2 separate regions of the Gossypium arboreum genome follow, and region 1 is linked to region 2. The links are chromatin contacts, called in public Hi-C maps. All regions are on one chromosome and are shown on one strand. Each heading gives the region's core, a stretch centred on a gene start, on an enhancer-like site or on the middle of the called end of the contact. The rest is flanking DNA. Distances are from core to core; before and after follow the strand shown. Region 1 holds the start of LOC108476138. Region 2 holds the start of LOC108476362 (squamosa promoter-binding-like protein 2).

Region 1 (4,683 bases), core at 1,995-4,494, 210 kb before region 2:
AAAAATAAACACAATGTTATTTTAAAAAAAATAAACCTAATTTAATTAAATTAAACTTTAAACCTTAAACCCTAATTTAATTTATTTAAAACCCTAAAACCCTAATCTACTTAATTTATTTAAAAGACCTAAACCCTAATTTAATTTATTTAAAACCCTAAAACCCTAATTTACTTAATTTATTTAAAACCCTAAACTCTAATTTGAATAATATTTATAAAATAACACTAAATCTTAATTTTAAAATCTACTAAAACTCTAAACCCTAACTTGTTTTAACAAAAACCTAAACACTAAATCCTAACTTATTTTGGCAAAACCCTAACCTTAAAAACCCTAAAAAACTTTAGGGACTAAACATGCAAATATCCCTAACATATAAAAACACGGAGCAAAGTGTGCCCCTGGGGGGCGTTTTTTACCACGTCAGCAAATCGCGCTTACGTGGAAGCATTTTGCTGACGTGGCAAAAAACGCTCCCCAGGGGCGTGCTTTACTGGCAATTTTCCCCTTAAACGCGGCCACATAGGTGCGTTTTGTAAAAAGAGGCCCTTTCCGGTAAATAATTGTATAATTAACCCATTTTCGTAAATATGCTTGGAAATGGGACTTTTTAGGTAATTTATGTCATAGATTATAAATAAACTACAAAGCTTTCTTCACTTTGTTTATTTTTCCTTTCAAACAATACTAAAGTAATAATAATGTGAAGTATACGGGGTACCACCATATCATAATAAATTAATAAATTAATAAATTACCATTAAAAATCCAACAACATGCTAGAATAAGGGCTAAGGCTAGCATTAGAACAGTTTGCACTAATATTAAAAGAAAAACAACAAATTACTATAAAACTTCTCTTACTTTCTTTTTTATTTTCCTTTCGAACTTTTTTTAATAAAAAACCTTTTAACTTCTTTTGCATTTTTAATTTTTTTATAAATCTTTATTTTTTCTTTTTATATTTTAAAAGTTATTTATAATTTTTAACTATTTTTTATAATTTTAAATTATTTATTGATATGGAACATAAAAAATATGCCACATCACTAATGAAAAGTGGACAGTCAAGTTATTCCCAATAAAAGAAAAGAGATAAAATTAAATATGTAAAATTTATGGCTAAATTTACTATTATGCCTTAAATATAAAACATCAAAGTAAGCATTTAATCAAAGAGGCTATTTCATTCATTCATCTAACATAAAGAGACGAGTTTACTTATTTTTTAATAAAATGGTTAAATATAAAATTAGTGCTCGAACTTGTTCACTTCTCCAGCATTAGTACTTATGGTTTTTTTTCCAAATTGGAACTCGAATTTTTTTTCGTCAGCTAAATTGATACCTAAGTCTAACGCCATTAACTTTTTACTTACGTGGCAACACTAGCCAATCGCGCAATGCCACGTGACGTCCTCTTATACCTCTTTTTCTTTTTGTTTTATTTTTTTTATTTTCCCCCTTTTTCTTTCCATTTTCTTTTCTTTTCTTATTTTTCTTTTTCTTCATCATTTCTACTTCCTTTCCTCTATAAAAAACTCATGATTTCACATTCCCTTCTTTCTTTTGTCAAAAACTCTTACCCCAAAAATTTTCACTCATTTTCTCACCATCTAATCATCACAAAAATCACATATCTTAATCCCCTTTCATTTTCCTCCCCATTTTTCAGCCACCATCAACCAAGCCCTACAACTTCCCCTCCCCTGTTCAAACTAACCCATAAAAACTCATGGCTTGAACCAACTGAGCTAAACTACACTTTCACCTATCTTAGATAACCTTGTGATGGGAACCCAATTGGACCGAGGTTGTTTCATGGTGGAGTGTCATTTCATGGGGCGTCATCAAGGGTGTCATTGGTAGCATTGAAATCAGTAGTGAGATTGGTAAGGATGCGAGTTTTGGAACATTTAAAATAGGGAGAGGCGAGTGAGGGATTTAAAAAAAGGTTGTTGGAGTGGTGTTTCTATTGCTCGGAAAAAGAAGGGGGTCTTCTTACATGAGAAACGTAAGGTTGCTCACTGTCAATGTCACTAACCGAACGCTTGGACATCTCTAGCGTTTTGATCCAACCGCCTCAGATGAAACTATCGGTAATGGCCCTTCCACTTCGTCTACTTGTTGTATGTCCACCATGTTTATTTTTCTTTACCTCTTAATTATGTTTTATTTGTAAATATTGTGTGGAAGGAAAAGTAGTGATAATAAAAATGAGAAGAAAGAGGGGTAATGTAAGATACAATTTCATGAAGCAAACAATAATATCAAAATAAATAGTACCTAATTTGTTTAAAAATCATTGTGCAAATCATAGTATCCTTCTTCACCATAAATAGCCACAATAACATACAAACAAATTACAAAATGAATTCTTCGATAAAAACTTTAAATTCTTAGAAACTTATAAAGTAAAATAAAAATCCAATGGAGTTGTCTACATCTACCATTTTTTTTTCTTTCTAGTATTTTCCCATGAAATAAAAAAATCTAACTACCCAAAAATTGAAAAAAATAGAAAAAAATTGAATGCAAAAATCAAAAAAAAAAAGATGAACCCAAGACTTGAAATATAAAAGATAAACCTAGAATCTAGAAGCTAAAAAGAAACCAAAGTTAAAAATATATATATATATATATTTTTTGTTCTTTCTCATAATTTCTCGGGAAACAAACAAAAAAAATCCAACTATCGAAAAACTTTATTAATAGTCAAGTTTCAATTACGAGTTTTTCATTTCGAGTCTATTGGGTAATCTGAATCTTTGTAGCCCGAATTTGAACATGTTTCCTCTATGTCTAGAAACTTTATTTTCTCAGTATCTTCTACCTCGAATAAAGAAGCAGCAGCAACAATAGTAGAATGTAAAGGAGAGGAATTGAAATCAGCCATTGAAAAGCAAACGTGTTAGTGGAAAAAAGAATAGAAAAGGATAGTGGGAAAAAGAAAGATCACGGGGTAAAAAAAAGAAATTGGGGTGGAAGAAAGGTCACTGAGAAAACTAAAGAAAAAAAAAAGAAATAGTTTTAAAAAAAAATTTAGATTATGACATCAATGAATTTAGATTTAGGTACTAATTTAGTTAACGGAACAAAATTTAGGGTACTAATCTAAAAAAATCATAAATACTAATTTGAGAAAAGTGAAAAAATTTGAGTGCAAATTATATATTTAAACCTTAATAAAAAAATTAAAATATACTATATAAACTGCTATTTGGAATAAAATTTTGGAATGGTATGATCATAATCACAATTTTTCAATAAAAATATATAAAAGGAAAGTAAGTGGAGTATCAAAATTTGAATAAGAAAAAAGGGTATAGTGAGATCCATCAAAAGCGCCCAATGAGAGCGAAGCCGGTGACGCTACTTACGCGTGACCGTCAACTATCATTTATTTTCCCGTCTTCAGCACTATATAAAGCGGATGGATAGTTGACATCCTCTATCAAATCCGGACATTTTCGCGAGAAAGTGAGAGATCGAGAGAGAAAATACTTCGCAGGGAATTAGCGAGATCCTGAAATTTTCCTGCGTTTTCTCTCTTCAATCTTCTCCGGCTACCTGATCTATCCGTCATCATGGTAAGTTTTTATTTTCTTTTTCTAAGAAACTGTTAATTTGTATTTTTTTTCTAATAATTGGTTCACTTCACAGTTTTCATATTTATTTTTCCTATTAATTTGATTATTATTTTTCTTGATCTTCTTGTATCTGAGTGGATCCAATATAAACTTCTTGTTCGTCTTCCGTCCTCTCCGAATATAGATTATGGATCTAAATTTTAGCGTGTTTATAAAATTGTTTGTAGATTTCAGCTATTATAGATCTAAATTTAGCAGATATATGCCTCACAATTTGATCTTGTATTTGTTCGAAAATCTTTTGAATAATTTATTCGTCTTTATATTGCTTTTCATTATTGTTTTAATTTAGAACTGTTGACCTGTCGTTTGCAAATAGTCTGAATTGTCTTTTATTTTTTGGTCAACAGTTCGAATTCTATTTTCACAGTTCAAAACTCATTCGAAACGTCGTTTATATTTCTCATAAATCTTGTATAAATGTTAAGATCCATCGCCAAATTAGGCCAGGCCGAGCATGGGATACCCTAACACTTTTATTCCCTAAAAGAAAAAAAAAATTGCTTTGTTTCTATTTATCCAATTTTAAAATTTACACTTTATCCCCTTACTTTTTCTGCTTTGGGCAGACAACATCAAGGCGTCTTGCAGAAAGAAAGGTGGAGAAGTTCCAAAAGAACATAACAAAGAGAGGAGCTGTGCCTGAGACAACCACAAAGAAGGGGAAGGATTATCCTGTCGGTCCTCTGCTTCTTGGGTTCTTCATATTCGTCGTCATTGGATCATGTAAGGATTCTTTGCCATCATATTTCCTTATTCAATGTGTATGGATAATTTGTCTGGTTTCTTCGTTTGGAAAGTGTGATATGTTTAGCTTTTCTTGGTGTTGAGTTTATTTCATTGTAATCTTCAAGGATGTTTGCTTAAATTAAAATATCTATATTTACAATTTAGAATCAAGATTTTCTGCATGTCCTGTCTGTCATGATTTACTGATCAACTTCATTTACATTCACCTTAACAGCTCTCTTCCAGATTATCAGGACAGCGACCAGCGGAGGTATGGCATAAGTCTGCACTTCTGATGTTAA
Region 2 (4,965 bases), core at 1,444-3,943:
AAGAAGCAGGGGAAATCCCGGCGGCATGCGTTGTGATGAACCCAAATGCCAAAGAAAACGAAAGGGACATAATGGAGTATGTAGCCTCCAATGTTGCACACTACAAGAAAGTGAGGGTTCTGCAATTTGTGGACACCATTCCCAAATCCCCATCTGGCAAAATCATGCGAAGGCTTTTGAAAGATAAGATGATGGAAAATATGCCCAAACCCCCTTCCTATTCCTAATTCCAACATTTCCTTCAATAAAATCCCTTTCTTTTGAATTACTCAAAGTAATCCATCTCATTGTTATGATCTTATGTTTAAAATGAAAAATGAAAATGCTTGCAGTCTCCTTATATATAATAATATTAATGGGTAAACTACAAAAATACTCACTTTTGTTTGTTTCAGGTTACATTTTAGTCACTTATGTTTAAAATGTTACATTTTAGTCACTTATGTTATTATTTTGTTACGAAATGATCACTCTTCCGTTAAGTTTCGTTATCTCCCTAACAGTAATCTTACGTAACAGTTCAATTAGATTTTAAGTACCAACATTAGATTTTAAGTGCCAACTTGAATTTCCTAATGGGATGAGAATAGATTTTTTATTAAATAAATTTAATTAATTAAAATTTTAAACCCTAAATCTTAGTTAAAAAACCATTCATCTCCCTCTTTTTTTTAGTTTTCTTTTCAATTGACTAAAAAGTTATTATTGTCAAAAATTTTATTCACGTCATTTAAAACAAAAGAGGATTCAATGGAGGGTCCAAGTATGTCCTCTTCACCGATAAATTTATGTTCTAAAACTCAAAATGAAGTGGTTGTTGACAAATAAGAAGATGGTAATCATTTTTGTTCCTAATCATTGTATTTTTCAATTCTTTACGTTCTTGAATAATTAGTTTCTCAATCCTATTTTTTTATCCGAATCGCTTGTTTGTTCACAATCCTTTGTGGGTATCCTTTTTACGATTTGAAATTCTTTTAGTTGTTAATATTCATATCAAGAATTTTAATTTAGGGTTTTCATTAAACAATAAAAAATCCAATCTTTTGTTTTTCAGTATTGAATAAAAGAGATAGAGGAGTGCAAAGAAGACATACCTGAACCCTCCATTGAATCCATCTTTATGAAGTAGTCAATTTGATTTCAACTATTTTGATCTTAATAATAGTTTTTCCAATCAAATGAAAAAAAAACCACTGAAAAAAGAAGAGATAGAAGAAAAATTAAAAAGATGAGATGAACAGATTTTTTAGTTAAGGTTTAGGTTTAAAAATTTTAATTAATTAAAATTTTTAATTAAAAATCTATTTTCATCCTTAGAAATCTAAGTTGGCATCTAAAATCTAGTTGGACTGCCACGTAGGATTACCGTTAGAGAGATAACGGAACTTAACGGTAGAGTGATCACTTCGTAACAAAATAGTAATATAAGTGACTAAAACGTAACATTTCAAACATAAGTGACTAAAATGTAACCTGAGACAAATAAAAGTGATTATTTTTATAGATTACCCTAATATTAATAATAGCAATATGTTACTATCTCTGTTTCTGCAACTTGATTTGGTAGTTAAGAGGGGACAAAGTGTCAATATCAATAATTGTATATTAGGGTTTAGAAATAAAAATAAAAATAAAAATGTCAAAATTTGTTTCGAATAATTGTTAAAAGGATCCTAAAAGATTAGAATGACAAAAGGGGGGTTTGAGGGATAGGTTGACACCCATATTTGATTGTACGTACGGTGTAAGCTCTAGGTTGACAAATTTGCTCATATAGTAATTTAAAATTTATAAAATATGATAAAGTACCAGAGTTAATAACATATATAAATGACATAATTGTAATAGAAAATCACCATGATATTATATTTTAATACTGAGTTTAAAGTGAGAAAGATCCACCATCTAAACACAATTTGTGGTCCCTTTGATAGGTGAATTATTTTAATGTTTTGATGCTAGTATGATTATCATAATCTCTTAAAATTGGACTTCCTTAATTATAATATGACAGAATATAGAATAATCAAATACCTCAATCTAATAAGGTACCTTTCGAGTTAGTTGATATATTTTAAAACAAAAATAGAAAAAGGTTTCATTAACTTGAAATAATTAATGTTAAGTAGATTTTGCAGCACAAATTCTTAACTCAGGGATTGTAGGGATGATTTATTCTTTTTAATATTTTGAATTCTGATCCCACCTTTCCAATAATCTGCATTGTTTTATTATTAATCAAATTTTTTATGTATTTTAATTTTTATATTTTTTAAATTTTAATTTAAATGGGTGTTAATTTTGTACTATGCTTAAATTCTTGTTTTCTAATTTTTGTATTTTTATTATAAGATCAACATTAAATTTATTTATTAATACGTAGCTTTTTTATAGGTAAAATTTTAATTAACAGTTAAGAGATTAAAAATACAACATCGGATAATATAAAAAATAGACCTAATATTAGTTGGGCTGGCTACTTGTAACTGACAAGAAAAAGGCCACCCTTTCATTACCGTCCAAAAAACTACTACTCTATAGTCCATACTCCATAACCTGCAAAAGTTGCAATGCAATCAGCTTTTGTACTGGCACGTGTCATTATTTTAAATAAATTCTACCTAATTTAATTTCTGCATTAAAAAAAAAGTTACTGCAGCAGTAATAATACAACAAATAAATAAATAATAATAAAAGGAAATAATTTCTTCCAAAAAAGCTAGGCTTTAATTATTTTTTGCCCCACTCAGCACCTCTTTCGTTGTTTGTCCTTCCATTTTCAGTCTGTGAAAGAGACCCTGACTCGGTCTCAGACTCAGACTCGGCTGTGGGCTGTGCTTTGCTGTGCCTTGCTGTGCCTTATCTCCTTTCTTTTTCAAGATCTTTAATCCTTCTGCTCTTTCTTTTTCTATTCTTTCTGCCCAACATTGAAGTACGCATCGGTAAGTATCACAATCTCACCAGAAAGCATTTGCCTTGCCTTTTCTTTCTTTCTTTCTTCTTTTTTTTTTTTTTTTTTATATATGTTTTCACTTTGTTTTTACTAAACGCCGTTAATAAATAGGAAAGATAAAACAGAGATTTCATTTTGGATTAATAAAGAAAGCAATAATGAGGTACTAGAGTTTCTAAAAATGGGGAAACATCTCTTGTTTTTGCGGCTCAATTGAAACGTCATTTTCTTCCTATCTTCTACCTTTATTATGTGAACTTGTTTTAACTTTAGAAAGGAAAAAAAAAAGAAGGTAAAGTGCGTTTTTTTTTTATCGTTATGATTTCTTTTCTTGTTTTCTGGGGAAAATCAATGGAAACGACTGCGTTTGTGTTTGTTGAAAGGGTTCCTTTTTATTAATTTTTACCTTGTATTTCTGGCTGAAAGCTGAGTAGAATTTATTAAAACATTAAAAGGAAAAACGATATGACGAATGATATCTAAGAAGGGGACCAAATACTTTCTATTTTTTTTTTTAGTAAAAATGAATATTTTAGTTTATATGTTTGTTCTGTTTCTGTTTCAATGCAAAACTTCATATATATTGTATGGAGAAAAAAATTATGAGTAGAATTTCTTTTTTGTGTATTTTTTTGGTTGACATATATAGTATTTGTTAATTGATTTTAATGGTTTTCGTGGGGGTTTGAGTAAAAATGGTTGTTGGGATGGCTTTTTATACATCAGTAAATTGTTGAATTTATGGTAGATATTTTTCGGTACAAGAATTTATGGTAGATTAGGGTTTCATTGAATTTTGTTTTGTACAGTAGTTGTGGGTCTGAGTCAGGGACCTACTTTGCAAGATTTCCCAGATAATCGAATGGGAATTATTGAAAGTGTTAGTGTTTTTAGACTAGGTTACTTGATTAAAAAGTGAATCCTTTTATTTATTTAATTTTTGGGTTCCTCTACTTGGACGTTATTACTGCTTCTTAGAATTATTGAAGATAGTGGGGCGTGCAGAGAGAGAGGGAGGGAGCTGCTTTGTTAAAGAGGCTAGACCGGGTAGTTTTTGTTGGATGGGTTGATAGATAAGGTAAATTCTTCTAGAGTTTTGGTGGTGGAATTTACTGCTGATGTTGAAGGTTTATGGAACACTACTATGTTTTTACTTGGGGTTGAAGATCAGCTTACATTCGTACAAGACTCGTATAGAGAGACAGTTTGGAATTATGGTGTCAGTTTGTTTGCGTTAGCAATAATGAATGGATGAGAAAAAAAGCTCTACTATTATTCTAGTTCGAATCTGCAAGGTCCAATATAACATACTTTTTGTCTTTGTTTAAGCTCTCTTTTCTGTTGGATATTGATATCTGCATAAAAAAATGCTCGGCTTGAGAAGTGATTGCTTTGTTTAGTCGAACCTCTCTACTACTCTGGTTGCGATTGTTTTGCTAAGTGGATTTGAAGTGGCATCAACAAACCTTTTTTAGTTTAAACTTGGGGAAGGGGTGGACTAAATATTGTTTCGTTGAAGTGGATAGAAAATTTTCTAACTTGTACCACTCTAGATCTGAGAAACAGAGAGGGTTGGACTTTGATGCTGTTAGATTTAGAGGTAAGTTTTGAACTTGATATGCAGGGATTAATTTTTGTTTATCAGTTGTTTTGCGTGCTACGTGCCTATATGGATTCTTTGAATGGTCTGCTTCATATATAAGGTTACTGAATTTAGGATGATTGAAATTGTTTTCATTTATTTCCTTTATGAATTGAGCAAACCTTGAGGTTATATTTTAGGATCTGTTGACAAGTGGCTTGGCTTTTATATGAAGAAGATTGTTTGAACTGTTCTGTGAGTTCTATCTCTCTCATGGACTGGAGTGCCAAAACCCCGTTGCAATGGGAGTGGGAGAACCTTATGATGTTAAATGCGACACCAACTGAAATTCCAAGGAAGCTAAGATCGGTAGAGTGGGATATTGAGGGCGAGGAAGAGCTGGACTCTGGGTCTCTATATTCTTCTG

What was found. Hi-C and Micro-C count contacts between places; a contact is called where the count stands out from the background.
Region 1: a Hi-C map of leaf shows a contact between it and region 2, with 2.8 times the contacts expected there. The contact joins the promoter of LOC108476138 here to the promoter of LOC108476362 in region 2. A contact is called at or near these places in 3 of 5 Hi-C or Micro-C datasets (all in leaf).

What each region holds. Positions count from the first base shown.
Region 1 is chr3:23,353,774-23,358,456 of ASM2569848v2, reverse strand. It overlaps LOC108476138, which reads left to right and starts at 3,244. Exons shown (of 3, transcript XM_017778247.2): 1 at 3,244-3,592; 2 at 4,222-4,378; 3 at 4,617-4,683. The coding sequence starts at 3,590. The coding sequence ends at 4,663.
Region 2 is chr3:23,143,105-23,148,069 of ASM2569848v2, reverse strand. LOC108476362 (squamosa promoter-binding-like protein 2) reads left to right here and starts at 2,693. Exons shown (of 5, transcript XM_053025595.1): 1 at 2,693-3,248; 2 at 4,739-4,965. The coding sequence starts at 4,812. It overlaps LOC108475232 (4-coumarate--CoA ligase-like 1), which reads left to right. Exons shown (of 6, transcript XM_017777212.1): 6 at 1-227. The coding sequence ends at 227.